Linked DNA regions of Mus musculus: region 2 is linked to region 1. A link is a contact called in public Hi-C data. All regions are on one chromosome and are shown on one strand. Each heading gives the region's core, a stretch centred on a gene start, on an enhancer-like site or on the middle of the called end of the contact. The rest is flanking DNA. Distances are from core to core; before and after follow the strand shown.

Region 1 (7,825 bases), core at 2,852-5,351:
TCTTGAGTTTGGGCACTAGGGTGGCAGCTGGCAGGGGTGGGAAGAGTAGGGATGCTTCTGAGACGAGGGAAGAAAAGTGAAAATTGGGGCAAAGAGACCTAGAGTCTGCAGGGGATTCTTTTCCCCAAATGCAACTTGAAGGAACTTCAAAAAGTTTTTTTTTTTCCCAAGTGCTTGGTGGGGAGGGAAAACAGAGTTGGGGTTTGAGGTTTTAGGTAAGGGGTGGTGCGGTATTGCTAGCTCCAGGGTCTGGACTAAGTACATCCAAAGAACCTAATAATCCCAAACCTTTTCGTCCCAATAGGCCTTAGGGACCCTTGGACTTCCCCAGGAACAGATCCACAGAAAGGGAGAGGACCCCCAGAGAGTTTCTGGCAGTGCTGGGATGTAGGTGGGATAAGGCCCAGCCTTTTCTGGGATCCCTCTACTGATTTTAATTTAGGAGAGGTGCAAGATGGAACACTCACAGTGCCTTTACTATTGTTTCTAATCTAGTTTGACTCAGAGACCCATTTTTCTAGGGTGTATGCAACTTTCCCTCCCCCTTCTGGCTCTATAACCTACAACCTTCCTGCAGTCTCCAGTACCCCAAGGAGACTAGGGAAAGGAGAGATACCCTACAGGAAGAGATGAGAAGGTTTTCAAAGGGAGTTAAGATCAGAAGTCCTTCAGAGAGCTACGTTGGAGCCGGACTAGAGCGCAGGACGGCAGGTGGTTTAAGGGGTAGTGGGTCAGGCAGGCCATCGAAAGTGCAGTGTGAATGGTCACCTAACTGGTACCCGGGGTGTACCTGCACTTGAGGTTTTTAGGTCAGGGTCCTCTGGGAACCTGAGGCTGGATGAATCAGGCTAAATGTAAATGCAAAAACTAAAAATTGCATTTGGAGCAATTTGGGGGAAGGGCAGTGGGTTACTTGGATCGAATGGTGTCTCTGGCCCTGCAGGCCACTAGGCCCCACTTAGACTGGAGCATCTGTGGGGGAGGGGATGCTTTGTCCAGGAACTGGGTTCTCCCAGACCAGGTTAGAACAGCTTCGGGATGTGGGGTAGGGGGTTGGAGTTGGGAGTGGAGTAACTGCCTAGAATAAGTTTGCCGTGGTTGGCTAAATCTGGACTTTGAGAGGAACCCTAAAGAGGTAGGCACCAAGGGAGTGGCATTCAAATAGGAGTGTGATCAGGGTTAGGGTTAGGGTTAGGGTTAGGGTTAGGGTTAGGGTTGGTGATGGCTCATGCCTGCAATCCTAGCACTCTGGGAAAAACCAAAACCAAAACCAAAGCTTTTCAGAGAAAAGCACAGGGTCATTGGCTTCCCCCTCCCCCTTCAATTAATCTGCTCCCTTTGCTTCTGTCTCCTCAACACCCCCACTCACCCCCAATGTGGGGCCTGTCTCTCCTTTTCTCTTTGCATTCCCCTCATGCTCTTTTTTCTCTTAGGATTGATGGAGCCACAAACAGTTTAGAACAGCTTTCCTAAGCCTATAGTGAGTCCCACCCACTGGGACATGTTAAGTAAGGGGACACCCAGGAATAGGGTCCCAATCTGAGGGGAATTGAGAAAGAACAGTGTGAAGGGTGGGTAGGTGGGTGCTGACCAGGCCTTCCTCTGGGGAAGGGTCCGTTGATGCCATCTGTACACTGTAGGATAGACTTAGAAACAAAGAAAGATAGCAAGATGTGCCAGGAAAATGCAGAACAACAAAGACAAGAGACTGGGCGGGCAGGAAAAAAATGTGTCTGCATGCCTGTAAAATCCCAAGTGCCCAGCCAGAGGAAGAGACTCTGAGAGACCAGGAAGGAAGGAAGCATATAGAAAAGAAATATTGGCAGAGGGCAGAATGGAGAGGCAGAATCTGGCTCATTTGGGTTTGGTTTGGTTTTGTGTTAAAATGAGGGATAAAACACACACACACACACACAGAGAGAGAGAGAGAGAGAGAGAGAGAGAGAGAGAGAGAGAGAGAGAGAGAGATTCATTCCCAGCCCATCTCACTGGCTTGCAGTGCTCCATCACCCAGCCAAGATGATGTTGCTGAACAAGTGTAGGCCAAAGCCTGAGGACCACAGTGCTCTGTCTTGACCCTGATGCCAAAGGGAATCATCACACTGGGCCACCCTGCTCTGGGCTCTGGGTGCTTCACCTCCGTGACCCTGCTTCTTGGTTTGATCACCTGTCAAATATGCCTTTTGCACTACAAGGTTGCTCAGCAGTTTTGACTTCCTTAATAGGTACATGGGAAAAGGAAGAGGAGGGGGCCTGTTCCACCAGGTAGGAGAGGGGAATCTTTGTTTTCTTCATTGATAAGAAGAAAAACCTTGATTTTGTTGTTTCTGGGACAAGGTCTCACTCTAAAGCCTAGGCTGGCCTGGCACTTCCTATGTAGTTCATGATGTCCTTGAACTCATAGCAGACTACTTTACCTGCTTTACCCTTTTGAGTGCTGAAATTTACAGGCATAAACCACCATATACTGCTTAAAGAAAACTTTTCTATCCTTAGCAAATTCTTTACTACACTCGTTTCCATCAGTTACCCCAAAAGACTACAAGGTTAAGGGGTTTCCCCATGCTTGGATAGGTGAGATTCATTTGAGAGGAGTTTGGTATGAAGTTTATAAACTCTGGAGGAACTAAAGAATGAATTCTGTGTAAGAAAGGGCATAGGGCCAGTCTCTGAGCCGAGCAAGTCTCTGGTGCATGGGGTAATTTACAGAACCCATACAAGGGATGAGTTGTCAAAATGACTCTAGACTCTGCTTGGAGAAGAATCAACTTGGTATTTGTTGCCTGTTGGGCCTGTACTACATTACCTATGCCTTGTCCTCAGTGCTCCTGTGGAAACTGCCCAATTAGATTCAAGGTTTGTTTTGTTTGTTTTGGTGTTGAGGCTCAAACCCAATATCTCATGCATGCTAGGCAGGTGCTGTCCCACTGAGCTATCCCCTTCTCCGTGTTGTGACTCAGGTTTCTTTGTGTGTATATAATATATGTCTATGTGTATGATTCAGGTTCATTTGTACATTTGTGTGTGTGAGAGTACTTGTGAGGTCCTGGGGTTCAATCCTCAGCACTACAAAAATAAGATAAAAGTACATCTCCTTTGTTTCCCCCAAAGTGGGATGGGATAAGTCATTGGGTCAGGTCTTCCAAGAGCAGTGTAACCCTTGATCATTGGCTGAGAAATCCCCCAACTCAACAGCTAGAGAGGTAAGCTGGTTCAGTAAAATCTTCACAGTACCCTCTTCAAAGAGGCCTCTGTCCAGCACTTCCTATAACGTTGCCCCTCTTCTTTCCTCCAATCCTCCCCCTCCCTCTCCTCTCCTCCTCCTCCCTCTCCTCCCACCCCCCCACCCCCCGCCTTTGTTTTTGTTTTTTGTTTTTTTTTCCTGGTGTTCTTTCCCCCTTTGTCTATGCTGAGCCAGGACTCTTGATTTTTGTATCCCAGCAGGCCCTGCTCTGAGACCCTGAGGCTGGCTGGCATACACTCTGCCTCTGTCTGGAGTTTATAATGAGGATGCAAATACAGGGATTCAAAGAAGAGGCCCTAAGTGAGAAGCCCGGGGATTTGCTAACCAGGGGCAGGGTACCAGTTGTGACTTTGACCTTTATAGCCTTAACTCACTGTAGACAATTCTGCATTTTCCATTTCCACTCCATCCCTGTTTCTGGGAGAGAGGTGCTGGTGTCCCCAAGGTTACTGCTCTCTGGGGATGAGGGTCAGTATCACAAATTAAAACCTTAAACTTTCTAAAAACGAAAAGCACATTTCCCTATTCTTTGTGTGTTTGGGAGGTTGTGTTTCCCACTAGCCTAGCAGACTCTGACCCCTGAACATCAGAATGTGGATTCCCCTCATTGTCTACACCAACCCCCCAAGAAAGGCTCAATCCAGGTGACTGTGGAAAGGATGAGCCCACACTCACTTCCTCATCCCTCATCTGCTTTGAAGGACTCAGGACCTCAGCAGGCTGAACAGCCATGAGGAGCGAAGCTGAGTGGCTTCCCACCTCCTTTGAGCTCCTCGCAGTTCTGTTTTGTGTGTGGTTTGTCCTCGCCCCTCCTCGGACCTGGAAAATGAATGTTTAACCCCGCTCTGCTCATCTCTCCCTGTGCCCTGTTCCTGTCAGCCTCAAAGCTGCCGGGAGGAAGGACCTGCAGCTTCCAGTCCTGCTCATAGTCAATGAAAATTCAAATTCTCTTCTCAGCAGAAGGGCAGCTGCCTTCTTCTCCGTTTTCCCTGCACACATTGATCTGTCGCGAGGGCACCTGGGGGTCAGAAGAGAGGCCAGGCTCTTTTAATTTGGTCTGGAATTAGCATATCCTATCACACCAAAGGCCAGGATTTCCACATCCAGGAGCAGGAGGTCTTCACCCAGACCTAGACCTGTTCTTAGACCCCTCAAGCCAGCAATGATATCCACATTTGTTGAGGTGGAGACCTAGGAGGGAAAATGAGCAATTTGGCCCATTTTTCAGGCCAGTAGCTGCAGCTGTCTGCTCTGTTAATATTTTCTTCAGTATTCATCACAGGCAAAGCACCGCCTTTACCTCGGAGTGCCTCGAGGATAGGAAGATCTTTGCCACCCTGAGACCTCCGTGTGTTGTGGATAGATACACAAATAAACAGATGGGGAAAAAAAAGACAAATTTGGTGTCTGTCAACTGATTTTCACGGCAGTCTTTGCATTTGTCAGGTGTCGGGCTCTCATGTCTTCTCAGATCTGTCCCTGCCACCCTAGTCGGCAGGGTGACACACAGCCCGCTGCTTTTTCCGGGACTTGGCGCTTTCATGCCCTGAAGTAAAGGGTATGGAATGGGTGGAAAAGGAATGGAGGTCCTGGTTACCTCTCAGCTTTGTAATGCAGACTGTTCCGTCACAGTGCAGGCACATGAGTGTGGGGGTGATGTCATCCGTTTCTCCAGGCTGACGAATATATCTATAAGTTTATCTTGGTATAATTGCACCTCTGAAGGTGAACACAGGGTGTGCGTGTTCAAGATGGTTGCAGAGGTGGACAAGTGGACCCAGTCCTATCTTAGGTGCCCGCCCCAAGCCCAAAGGCCTGTACAGGTCCAACTGCCAGTACGTGGAGGGTGATGTGGGTGTATGAGGCCTGAACATATCTCTGCATACGTGACCCTCTGTGTGCCAGTTTGTGTGCACTGCTGAATTATTACAAAATTACACTGACCCTTACAGAAAATCCATATCAGCCTCAACCCTTCTTCTCCGACCTCTCGACCTCTGGGGTGCCTGAGGAAAGAGCTGACCCGGTCGCAGCCACCCCTAGTCAATGAGCCTCTCTCCATTAGCATAAAACATGAATCTGCTGGCAGCTTGACAGATTATAACTAGCAGCCAGAGTTTTGCCAACTGGCTGGCTTGGGCGCTGTCTATTTATCATTGAAAATGGTAAATCATAAGAATCCAGATGACTTAATTATTCAAATCTACCCAGGGCCCAGAGAAGCTGCAGTCCTGTCAGCCTTAGCCCTGGGCTCAGGGAGGCTGGTGGGGGCTAAAACCCTGGCTTGGAACCAGAAGAGAGAGAAGCAGGTCCAGTCTTCACCCTCCGTGCGGCCCAGTGGGCAGGGCCTTCCTATGCAGCTCCTCTCCTGCCTGCCTTCCTCCCCACCTTTCCTAAAGACAGACTGTCTCTCTGGGGCTCTTCCCTTGGGCGGCCACTGCCTGCTAGCCCTTCTCAGCCCACACAGTGCTTCTCCCACCCTTTGTATTAATCTGGCAGTCTTTAGCAGGCTCAGGGCCTTCATTTTAATTTCTTCTTTTCTTTTCACTGCTGCCTTCCTCTTCCCTCCCCTTCCAGATGGACACAGACACTCTACATCCACCCATAGTCTTCCCCTTCTCGCTTGGACCTTTGTACCCTCTCCTTGGGATCCTTGGGTTCTGCACTATGTTAATCCCGTGTTCCCTCCAAATTTGCTTTTATCCAGTCCAAGGCTACAAAATATCTCTATGTCACATACCTTTTCTGTCCTGGGCTTCTATACAGCTTCAGGGACGGTAGACAGGCCAGAAGATGTAGCCTTCTCTCCATTAAAGCAGGACTGTATTCCAAGAAAGCCAACCCTTTAGTGCTGGCACCACAGCACCTCAAATCCCAGCAGAGCCTTTCAGACAAACAGAGGTGAGCCTACTGTGCTTCCGGGGCTCTGGTAGGAAAATATGCTATTTATTCTAGATTTGTTCCCCAAGGAAACCTGTGTTCTCCAGTCCTGTAGAGGGACTCTAAGTGGGGGGACAACTGTGTTCATGGCTGATGTTGGCCTCACCCTGACAGTCACTGGAGGCTTCTTTGAACAGCACCCTGGACCACAACGGGATAAAGGCTTTACTTTCTACTTTCTGCAAGATACTTGTTGGTCCCTGCCAGGCTGTATGTTTGTGTCGGTGGCACATAATTCTGTGGGCAAGCTGTGGTGAACAAACCTGCATACATGTGCATGTGTGCACGTGCAGGAACACATTGCCAGAAAAGAGCTCTGTGCTTCAACAGCAAGTGGCAATGTCCCCACCAGCAGGACGCCCGAGGGAACAGTCTTTTCTCTCTGTTTCATTTTAAGACCTTATTGCTCTCAATAAAATACTGAACTTGAATTTTCATAAAACTCTAAAAGAACTGCTTCTGCTGCTAAAAGTAAGTCCTTCCTAGAGTCTAACCTTCTCTTCCTTTCAAGATGAAGTCAAGAGATTGGGCAGGGATCTTGGGAGGGGAAGACCCCCACACCCTGGCCTCATATAGGAAAACACATATAGGATTCCAGTCACCATCATGACAACATAGCACCCCTCTCTCTTGCTCCTTCCCACATTTCCAAGACATGTTGATATTTGACAAGGGCAGTGGTGAGAGGGTGGAAAGGCTCAAGATTCAAAAGTTGGCCGAGCAGCTGGAGGCAGGAGATCAATAGGAAAGAAAGATTGGAGACAGATCTCTCTCTCTCTCTCTCTCTCTCTCTCTCTCTCTCTCTCTCTCTCTCTCTCTCTCTCCTCTCCCTCCCTCCCTCCCTCCCTCCCTCCCTCCCTCCTCCCCCTTGCTGGTTCAGCACCAGGCCTAAGCTCCTGAAAGCAGGTGGGAGGCCTAGTCAGCTCTGGCCTTTTTCTGCCCTTCTAACTCAAACAGGTTCCTAATCCCTGGGTGGAGGATAAACAGCTTCCAGCTTAGCCAGGATTTAGCATAGAAAGGCCACTAAGGGACCTGAAGGCATGTTCCCCACACTGCGTTACTCATTAGCCCGGGGAATCTGGGAGACGTGGTGGACTCCTTTGTACAGAGTGTCACTGGTCCCAGAGGTGTGGAGGTGATAGAGTGATTTCCACCTCCTAGCTCTCTGCTTCCTGAGCTAGGACAGGGTGGGGCTCTCGTCTCTGCTCTTCACACTTGGGAGGCAGATGGGCAACTAGAGGGAGTGGGACCAGCTCTGAAATATCAAAGGACCCAATAAAAAATTAATCACTTAATTAAAATCCATGAGGAAGCCCCTTGCCAGAGTCTCACGAATCCTAAGGGCTGTGAAGGCCTGGGAAATGGGTCTCTTCTCCCAGTGAATTCCTGGGTTACACGGAGCTTAGGCAGGCAGCAAAGCCTCGTTGAACTTTCTGCCTGGTGGAGCCTCCTGGAGGTCACCTCCTCCTGGTCTCAGCCTGGCTACTCACCTTTCCCACCTGAGGTTCAAGACCTGCACAGGCTATCAAAAGAAACAACACCCTACTGCCCAAAGCAGGCAAGAGTTCCTATTTGCCTCAGTCTCCCTGGCCTGTGTTCTTCCTGTGCTCTAGAAATTTCCACACCTGTAGTTCTTCATTT
Region 2 (7,825 bases), core at 2,205-4,704, 56 kb after region 1:
CACAGGTCTCAAGCTTGGTAAGAAGCTGATGATGGTCATGAACTCCTGATCTTCCTGCCTCCGCTTCTAAAGAGCTGGGATTACAGCCTGCAGCAGGCCAGGCTACACTGTCAGAACACATCTACTGCTATCCTCTCTCTCCAATGTCATCCTTAATAAAACCAGTCCAGCCAGGATGAGCATGTCCTGGAAACACTATGCTGACAAATGAGATGCAGGTGCACAGCCACAGCCCAGAGACTTGGGAAGGCTAATTACAGCAGCTTCCAGGTGGCAAGCAATTGCTCTACGCCAGGTACACCTCATTGATCTTCATAACAACCCCATGAGGTGGGTATTATTGCTCCCATGTTACAAGCCAGGAGACTGAGGCTTAACAAGATCAAGCAACTTGCCTAGGGTCATGCAGTTAGCAAGTAATGAAGCTGGGATTTGAACCCACACTATCTGACTCACGCTATGCTCTTAACCACCCACAGCATCTTGCCTTAGATGGTTTTATGAGCCACCCTACTAATTCTACAAGCCCCTAACCCCAGCCCAGCTTCTTTCCCACACTCGAGAATCCTCTGAGGTAAGTAAGATGATTACACAGACTCTGAATAGACTCTTACAAGCTACGCAACCATGGCCAGAACCTCAGGTTTTCACATCTGAATACTAAGGATAATAATACCCACTTCATAAAGCTGTCTATGCATGGGAGAGGGGGAAGAAGCCCGGCAGCATGCCTTCTGAACGGCAACAGCTGTTCTTTCCCACACTCCTATGCACACCCAGTGCTTGTCCCTGGCCATTCCACTCACTTTCAAAATGCTTCTCCTACCCCTACTCCCAAAATTTTACACAGGTCATTTCTACAAACCCAACCAAATATGATCCTTGAATTAACCAGGACATCAAACAGCAGCCAACCAAGAGGATAACCCAACATATCTAGTTCATACTCCTCCTTCAAGATGCAGCTCAAACCACCTCCTTGGTAAGCTTTGCCTCTTCAGTATACGGAAACGTTCCTCAGACCCCAGCCCACCCCACAGCTAGGATTATAAAACGTTGAAGGCTTGATCTCCAGCTATCAGAGATGGCTGGATAAATGAGGATGCTAACATCATAGGCTACTAGAAGTGAGGCCTCATTGGAGGAAGCAGGTCCCTGGGGGTGTGTCTTTGAAGGGTGTATCTTGGCCCTGATCCCTTCACCGCTACACCCCTTCTTTCTGGCTAATATATGAGGAGCTTTGCCCTATACCCACCTTTCCACCATGATGTTCTGCCTCAGCACAAGCCACGAGGCCAAACAGCCAGGGACTGGAACCCCTGAATCTGTGACCTAGGTTCTAGCTTTCCTCTCTCATGCTGTTTTTCTCAGAACAATGAACTGCCTGGCATTTTGGCTGTGAAGCCAAGACATATGTATCTCAAAAAAAGTGATTTAGATGTGCAGGAGAAGGCTGAGAGCCACTGGGTACTGCCAGAATTAGTGGCTTCTTCATGACTTCACCCTTTTGCCTCCCCAACCAGGGTAAGGAAGACTAGAAGCCAGGTTCTAGTCTATCCCCACCACATCTATAACATCCTAGGTCTTATCACCAACCCCTGCCCAGCTCTATCCATTTCCACTCTATCTATCAGTCTTGTTTAGAGCTACCTTTAAACAAAACATTTTTGTTTCTCTGTGCTAGGGGTGGAACCCTGGAGCCAGGCAAGGACTTTACTACTGAGCTGCCCTGATCCTTAATGAACCATTACTGATGGATTCCTCTCTACCACCCATAACCCCAGTATGAGAGAATGATGGTAATAATAGTATATCACTAAGCTACATCACTAGCTCCCACTGCCTCTGCTGCTTCCTCCTCTCCCTCCTCCTCCTTCTTTCTTTTAGACTTTATTTTTATCTTATGCGTTTTGAGACAAAGTCTCACTACATGGCTTTGCCTGTCCTAAAATTCAAGATGTAGACCTACTAACCTCCAACCAGTGGCCTTCTTCCTGCCTCAGTCTCCCGAGTGCTGGGATTACCTGGATGTGTCACCATAGCAGGCTAGAAATCTGGTTTGTCCACACAGGCTCCCAGAACATTCTGGAAAGCTGAGGACGGTGTGGCGAACTGGGTTTTCTGGGACCTTTGCTTTGCAAGTCCCTGTGTAGAACCAATATTAGAAAAAACAGCACAGGGATCTCTCTCAGGTCTAAGATGGGTCTGCTCTGGGCTGAAGACAGCAAGGATAGGCATGCACAGAAGTGAGGAGAGCTTATTTTCACTGTTCATCTGGTAGCAAGTGTCACAGGCTAACTAGAATGCTAGTCCTGGTTTCCTCTCTTAAACGGTTCTTTCTCTTAACAGTTGTTTTTATTTACTAGGGAGAGCAAGCACACCTTAGCAACTCATGTGGCAAAAGATAACTTTTGGGAGCTGGTTCTCTTCTACTGTCAAGGCTCTGAGGAATGAATATAAGTCATCAGGTTTGGTGGCAAGAGCCCTACCAGCCAAGACATCTAAGAAGGTTCTCTTGCACAAATCACTTTAAGGCTCTTCTCTATAGGAACCATCAACCTACCTCCAGCAATTGTTTATTTCTTAAATATTTGAGTCCCTCATATGTTGGGGGGATAACTCCAAAATAAGATATAAGACAGGTTTGGGATAAGCCATGAAGAGCTAAGAGGACAGATATAATCTGAGCTTTGCTGTCCTGGACAAAAAATCAAAAAAAAAAAAAAAAAATTCCTAGCAGGAAGTCTGACAGTCCTCCCTAAAGTCACCAACAGCCATAAGCTCAATGCCTGATGCTGCAACTCAGTGGAGTGTATACCAAAGATGAATGAAGCCTTGGGTTCAATCCCCAGCACTGTAAACCAGGTATAGAAGCTCGTATCTATCAGCTCAGCACTCAGGAGGTAGAGGCGGAAAGATGAGAAGATCAGGAGCCTTTTGTGTGTGTGTGTGTGTGTGTGTGTGCATTTTTTCCCCTCAAAAAGCAAAATGCCTTAAGAAACATGTCACACATTTCAAATTACATTAAAAAACAAAGGGCAACCCTGAGATACATCCAGGCCACAGTGCGATGGAGGCTCATTAAGTAAAAGTACTGGCTGCTCTTTCAATGGTTCTCAGTTTAATTCCCAGCACCCATAATGCGGCTTGCAAGAGTCAAACTGCAGTCCTATAGTATCCAATGTCCTCTTCTGGTGTGCAGACAAAACACCCATATATAAAAAATAACATAAATAAACCTAAAACAAAAATAAGAATCCAAGCCACTAGCTAGCCGCTGTCCCTTGTAGGTGGTACAGAAATCCACAGGATTTAAATCAAAACAGCGCTGCAGGGCTCACAGGGGCCCCTTGTAGGCCTTGGAGTCACAGAGCGGCTACCTCTCCGGAACTCCGAGAGCCCCCACCGCCCTTCCCAGAGATCCAGCCCCCTACTCCCTCACCTGCACAAGCTCCCCATGCAGCTTCCGCTTCCTTTCTTCGTCCTGGCGCGGAGGGCACTGGGAGTTGTAGTCGACAGCATTTAAATAAGAAGAATGGCTAGCGACGTCTGCTTCCGCCGGAAATGCCAAATCCCCGGAAAACTCGCTAAAAGAGTTCCACGGGTCGCTGGGGATTGTAGTTTAATAATATGATTTACATCAAGACGTCACAACCATCTGGACTCTGCAGCCATCCCCAATACCTCATCCACCAGAGACCTTTCCCTCTTGCTGCCCCGAGGTATAAGGCATCATCTTTGCAGCCCTCCAAGGGCCATTAACTGTTTACATAACATCCAAAGAGGCAACCGTGTGGTTGTGGCGGATCTACAGAGTGAGTTCCAGGACAGCCAGGGCTACACAGAAACCCTGACTCGACAAAACAAAACAACCAAACAAATATCCACGAAGGCATTTCTCTCAGCACCTACCTCTTTGACAGTGAACATCCCTGTTAGCATTAGCATCTAAATCCACAGCCTCGCCATTTTAATCTGTTTCTCTCTTGCCTTGACATCTGCCAGCCTGTATCCTGAATTGGGTTTCTCCAAGAAGCAAAATCAAAACCATCCTTTTATCAATGTGAGGAGATGTATTGTGGAAATACGCTCACAGCCCTATGGGACCTGCTGCCTGTAAGCTGGAGAACCAGGGAAGCCCTTTGTGTTAAGAGCCCTTCCTTAGTCATTGGTTGCACTGGACTCTGAACAGGTTGGTGGTGCCCACCCAGGTTAGTAAGGAAGATCGTCCTGACTCAGATTTTTGTTTATTTACCAACTCTTATGTCTCCTGGCCCTCATAAGTAGACATATATAAATAACACATCCCATCTTTCCAGACTCTCCTACAATAGTCTTCCCAGGAAGCCTTCTCCAACAAACTTTAATCCCTAATTGCACCTAACTAGCCCCTCAGCACTGACTTCCAAAGCCATTCACACCCTGCTTTGTTCCTATCTAACTGGACATTTCACTGTGACTTTTCACTCAACTGGAATCTTCCATGGGTAGATATCTTCTGGGTCCCTTGCCTTCCCCAATACTCATGCCGGGGGAAGCCAGGGCTCTCATCACCAAAGCAAAGTCCCCAATGGGTGCTAGGGAAGAAGACCAGGGAACCCAGAACACAATGCCTTTCCCAAGACTGCTCTAGCATCCAGATAAAAGCAGTGGGTGCAGCTGTTGTGAGTAGTGACCATCCAGCATCAAGGTGAGGAATCACTCACCTGTATTCCATCGAGGCTGCCCCTTACTTGCTGAGCTGTAGTGCACAGCAGCCTTGTCCCTCTGGGTCTTGCCACTTTCTTTCTGTACGATTTGTCGCTCACCTCTTCCATGGCTTGCTTTCTGTCTCTAGGTGCCTCTATCTTCCCCTGGGCACACCTCAATATCTCTACTTCCTCTGCAATGAAGAAAAGTAAACTTCGTGAACAGGACTCTCTATCTCTGTTTTCTGCACATTTTCCTGTCTCCAAACAAACAAAACCTCACCATAGTGTTGTCTTGTTATTTAAGAATCCTAAGAGCCTGTTGAGACAGGAGGGCTGTATGTAACACCACAGCTCTGGGAGAGGAGGAAGGGGTATCAGAAATTCAGGAAGTTCCTCTGCTACATATCACATCCGAGGCCAGCCTGAGATAAGTGAAATCTTGTCTAAAAAAAGGAAAAGAGAAAAAAGAAGTTGGTGGAAGGATGCAAGGAATTAATTATAGACTTCATTTTCCGTTCAGATACCTGTGTCCCCCATAATTTTTTGGCTTACCCGATTCTTCCAGTGGGTTTTTGTTCCTGCTTCAGGGGTAGGGGTTGGTGGTAGTGGTGGTGGTAGTGGTAGTGTTTTGAAACAAGGTCTCATCTTGGCTGCCCTGGAACTCACTACCGAGACCAGACTGACCTCACAGAGATCTGCTTGACTTTATCTTCCAAGTGCTAGAATTGAAGTCCCATACGGGTCACCACCCCCAATTCAATTTATACCCCTCAGCATCTGCCTTCTCATGGAGCTCTGCTAAAGATTCTTAGAAACAAGACCCAGAGATGAAAGGTGAGCATAGCCCTTCCCTAGTCTCCTGACCCTCCAGAAGCTTCCAACGGACAGGCTGACAATGTCTGTTGGTCCTGTGAGATAAGGGGGACAGTAGATTCTGGCCGCAGCCAAGAAAGAGCTAGCAGGTGCGCTCTAAGCTGTGAAGGGGCCTCTGAGGCCCCACAGCCTCTACTCGCCTCCCGGGTGCAGAAGGGTTAACTTGCTTTCTTGTTTCCCTCGGGTTTCCGCAGGCTGCAGAGGCTGTGTTGGGCCACGAGCGCCATCTATCGGCCATTGAGGGAGCTAGCTTTGCTTCGCTAGGAATTCTAGGCCAGGCAGCCTTTCTCCTGCCAAGGGCTCCTGCTGCACAAAGCTTAAAATTGCCTATTGGATGAATGCAAGCCACGTTTTCCCCTCTCCGGGTACCAGGTGTCACCTGGCCACTTCCCTGGGGAACTCCAAAGGACTTTCTGGAGCTTTCTTTCCACACTCTAATCCCCTCTCTCACAGCCAGGTCAGAATGAAAGCTGGAATCAGGGCTTGATCTGCTGTCACGCTCTCAGCTTACTAATGGGGACGTCCAGGCAGGTTACTTCACTTCTCTGTGCCTCGGTTATCTCAGCTGTAAAATGGGACAATCCTTGAAATCTCTTTGTCTTTCGTGATAAATTAACTGGCAAAGTGCTTTATTAAGGCCTGTCCCAAAAGGGGCTGTGTGAAGGTTAGTCACACAGGTTGCTATGGCTACTGGCAGGCCTGAAAGAGGATGCTGGGCTGAACCCTCAACCTCCCGGCCAGACACAAAGGCACAGTACAGTACTAGCCAACTCATCCCTGGAAAGTCCATCAGAGACCACACCCTGCCTGAGTTAGGTGTGGGGACTGGGAGTTCAGTTTCCGAAGGTCGGGAGACTAAATGAAAAGTCAAAAAAAGGAAGGAGGACTGGGTATAACTCAGTGGTGAACTACAGATTAGCATGCACAAAGTCCTGGATTCTATTCAATTGTACACACACACACACACATGCACACACGAATGCAAGTGTGCATGTGCACACACACACTTGCAGTAAAAGGCAACAAGGAGGAATTAGCAGGCACATAAAATGCCCTTTTTGCTGGGTATGGTTTCATGCACCTATAATAACAGCACTAGAGACTGAGGGAGGAGGATCACAAGTTTGGCACCAGCCTGGGCTATAGAGCTAGACTGTGTTTTTAAAAAACACAGACAGAAAAGGGTGGCTCCGCAGGTAAAAGTGCCTGCTACTAAGCCTGATGACCTCAATTCAATCCCTAAAATCCACATGGTAGGAGAGAACTGACTCCTGAAAGCAGTCTTTTTTGCCTCTACAAAAGGTGATGATGGCACATGATTACACACTCATAAGTAAATAAATGTCAAACAGACACCAAACCCACAAAATGTGCTGTTTTGAAAAGGAGGAGGGCAGGCCCAGAATGTAGGGGAACCCAGGCCTCTGCACCCCAACAGTCTGTCCTTGACTCTGGCTCAGAACTCACAGAGGCTGATCAGCCTCCAAAGGCATCTGTTACAGGACTCTCCAGTTCTTCAGGAGTTTAACCTTCCTTGGGTTGCCTGGTGGATAGGAGACTAGAGTAGAGGAAGCTGCCTGCAGGCCAAGCCCCCAATTCCCACCTACCTCCAAGAATTGAGGAAGCAGGGCAGTTGAGTTCATATCAAGCCGTTTCCTTGCCTTTGGTCTCTGTGTTTACCTTCCTCTATCCTGCAGAAAAATGGGTACACCGATTTACCCAAAAAGTGAGAAGGTAGGAATGTGGGCCTCCGTTGGCTAAGGCTTTACCCTGACCCTCAATTCCAAGACCACAGAAGCCAAATTTTTGGGTCAAACCCCACTTAACTGGAGGCAGGTGGCAGCTTCCTAATCTTACAGCTCAGGTGTCCCCAGTCCCCTGGCTCTGGATGCCTTGAAACCCAGGAGAGGGGTGGGCAGCTAGAGAGCTGACACTGCTTACTTGGGAAGCAATTATCGGAGGAGCCATCAGCTCAGTGAGGCTCAGTTCTCACTAATCGGATTTCATCAGAGCCCCGGGCTGGGGGAGGGGGTACTGAGTAATTTGCCTTGATGCTATGGTAGGAGATGTCTGGGAGGGCAGGAGGCTGCATAATCTGTCTGAGTGGTGTTATAGTTGTCCAAAACAGTTACCCTGAATGGACCACACAGACATCAGACAGTGTTTGGGGTTGGGGGACTGATACCCAGGTCTTGGAGTGAGAAAAATGGATGCTAGATTTTGCAGCCTGAGAATATCTCCACAGTAGAGCTGAGCTGAGC

What was found. A called contact is a pair of places that touch in the nucleus more often than the background predicts.
Region 2: a Hi-C map of stem cell-derived motor neurons shows a contact between it and region 1, with 6 times the contacts expected there. The contact joins the promoter of Smug1 here to the enhancer-like site in region 1. A contact is called at or near these places in 3 of 39 promoter capture datasets (cranial neural crest, embryonic stem cells and macrophages), 3 of 15 datasets of contacts at CTCF or cohesin (embryonic stem cells and stem cell-derived epiblast-like cells), 22 of 484 Hi-C or Micro-C datasets (B cells, the CH12 cell line, the HL-1 cell line and 11 more), 13 of 115 datasets of contacts at active chromatin or transcription factors (the SCID.adh cell line, differentiating embryonic stem cells, embryonic hindbrain and 5 more) and 4 of 9 other capture datasets (adipose tissue, embryonic stem cells, liver and 1 more).

The regions. Positions count from the first base shown.
Region 1 is chr15:103,102,915-103,110,739 of GRCm38.p6, forward strand. It overlaps Gm28876 (a long non-coding RNA gene), which reads right to left and starts at 1,484. Exons shown (of 3, transcript XR_875698.3): 1 at 1-1,484. Within about 2 kb of position 4,102, at least 3 of the 459 cell types and tissues checked have an H3K27ac peak or open chromatin away from gene starts, as enhancers often do. A contact at or near this core is called in stem cell-derived motor neurons, where this site is marked.
Region 2 is chr15:103,159,830-103,167,654 of GRCm38.p6, forward strand. It overlaps Smug1 (single-strand selective monofunctional uracil DNA glycosylase), which reads right to left and starts at 3,455. Exons shown (of 6, transcript NM_027885.3): 1 at 3,443-3,455; 2 at 1,974-2,145; 3 at 1,256-1,396.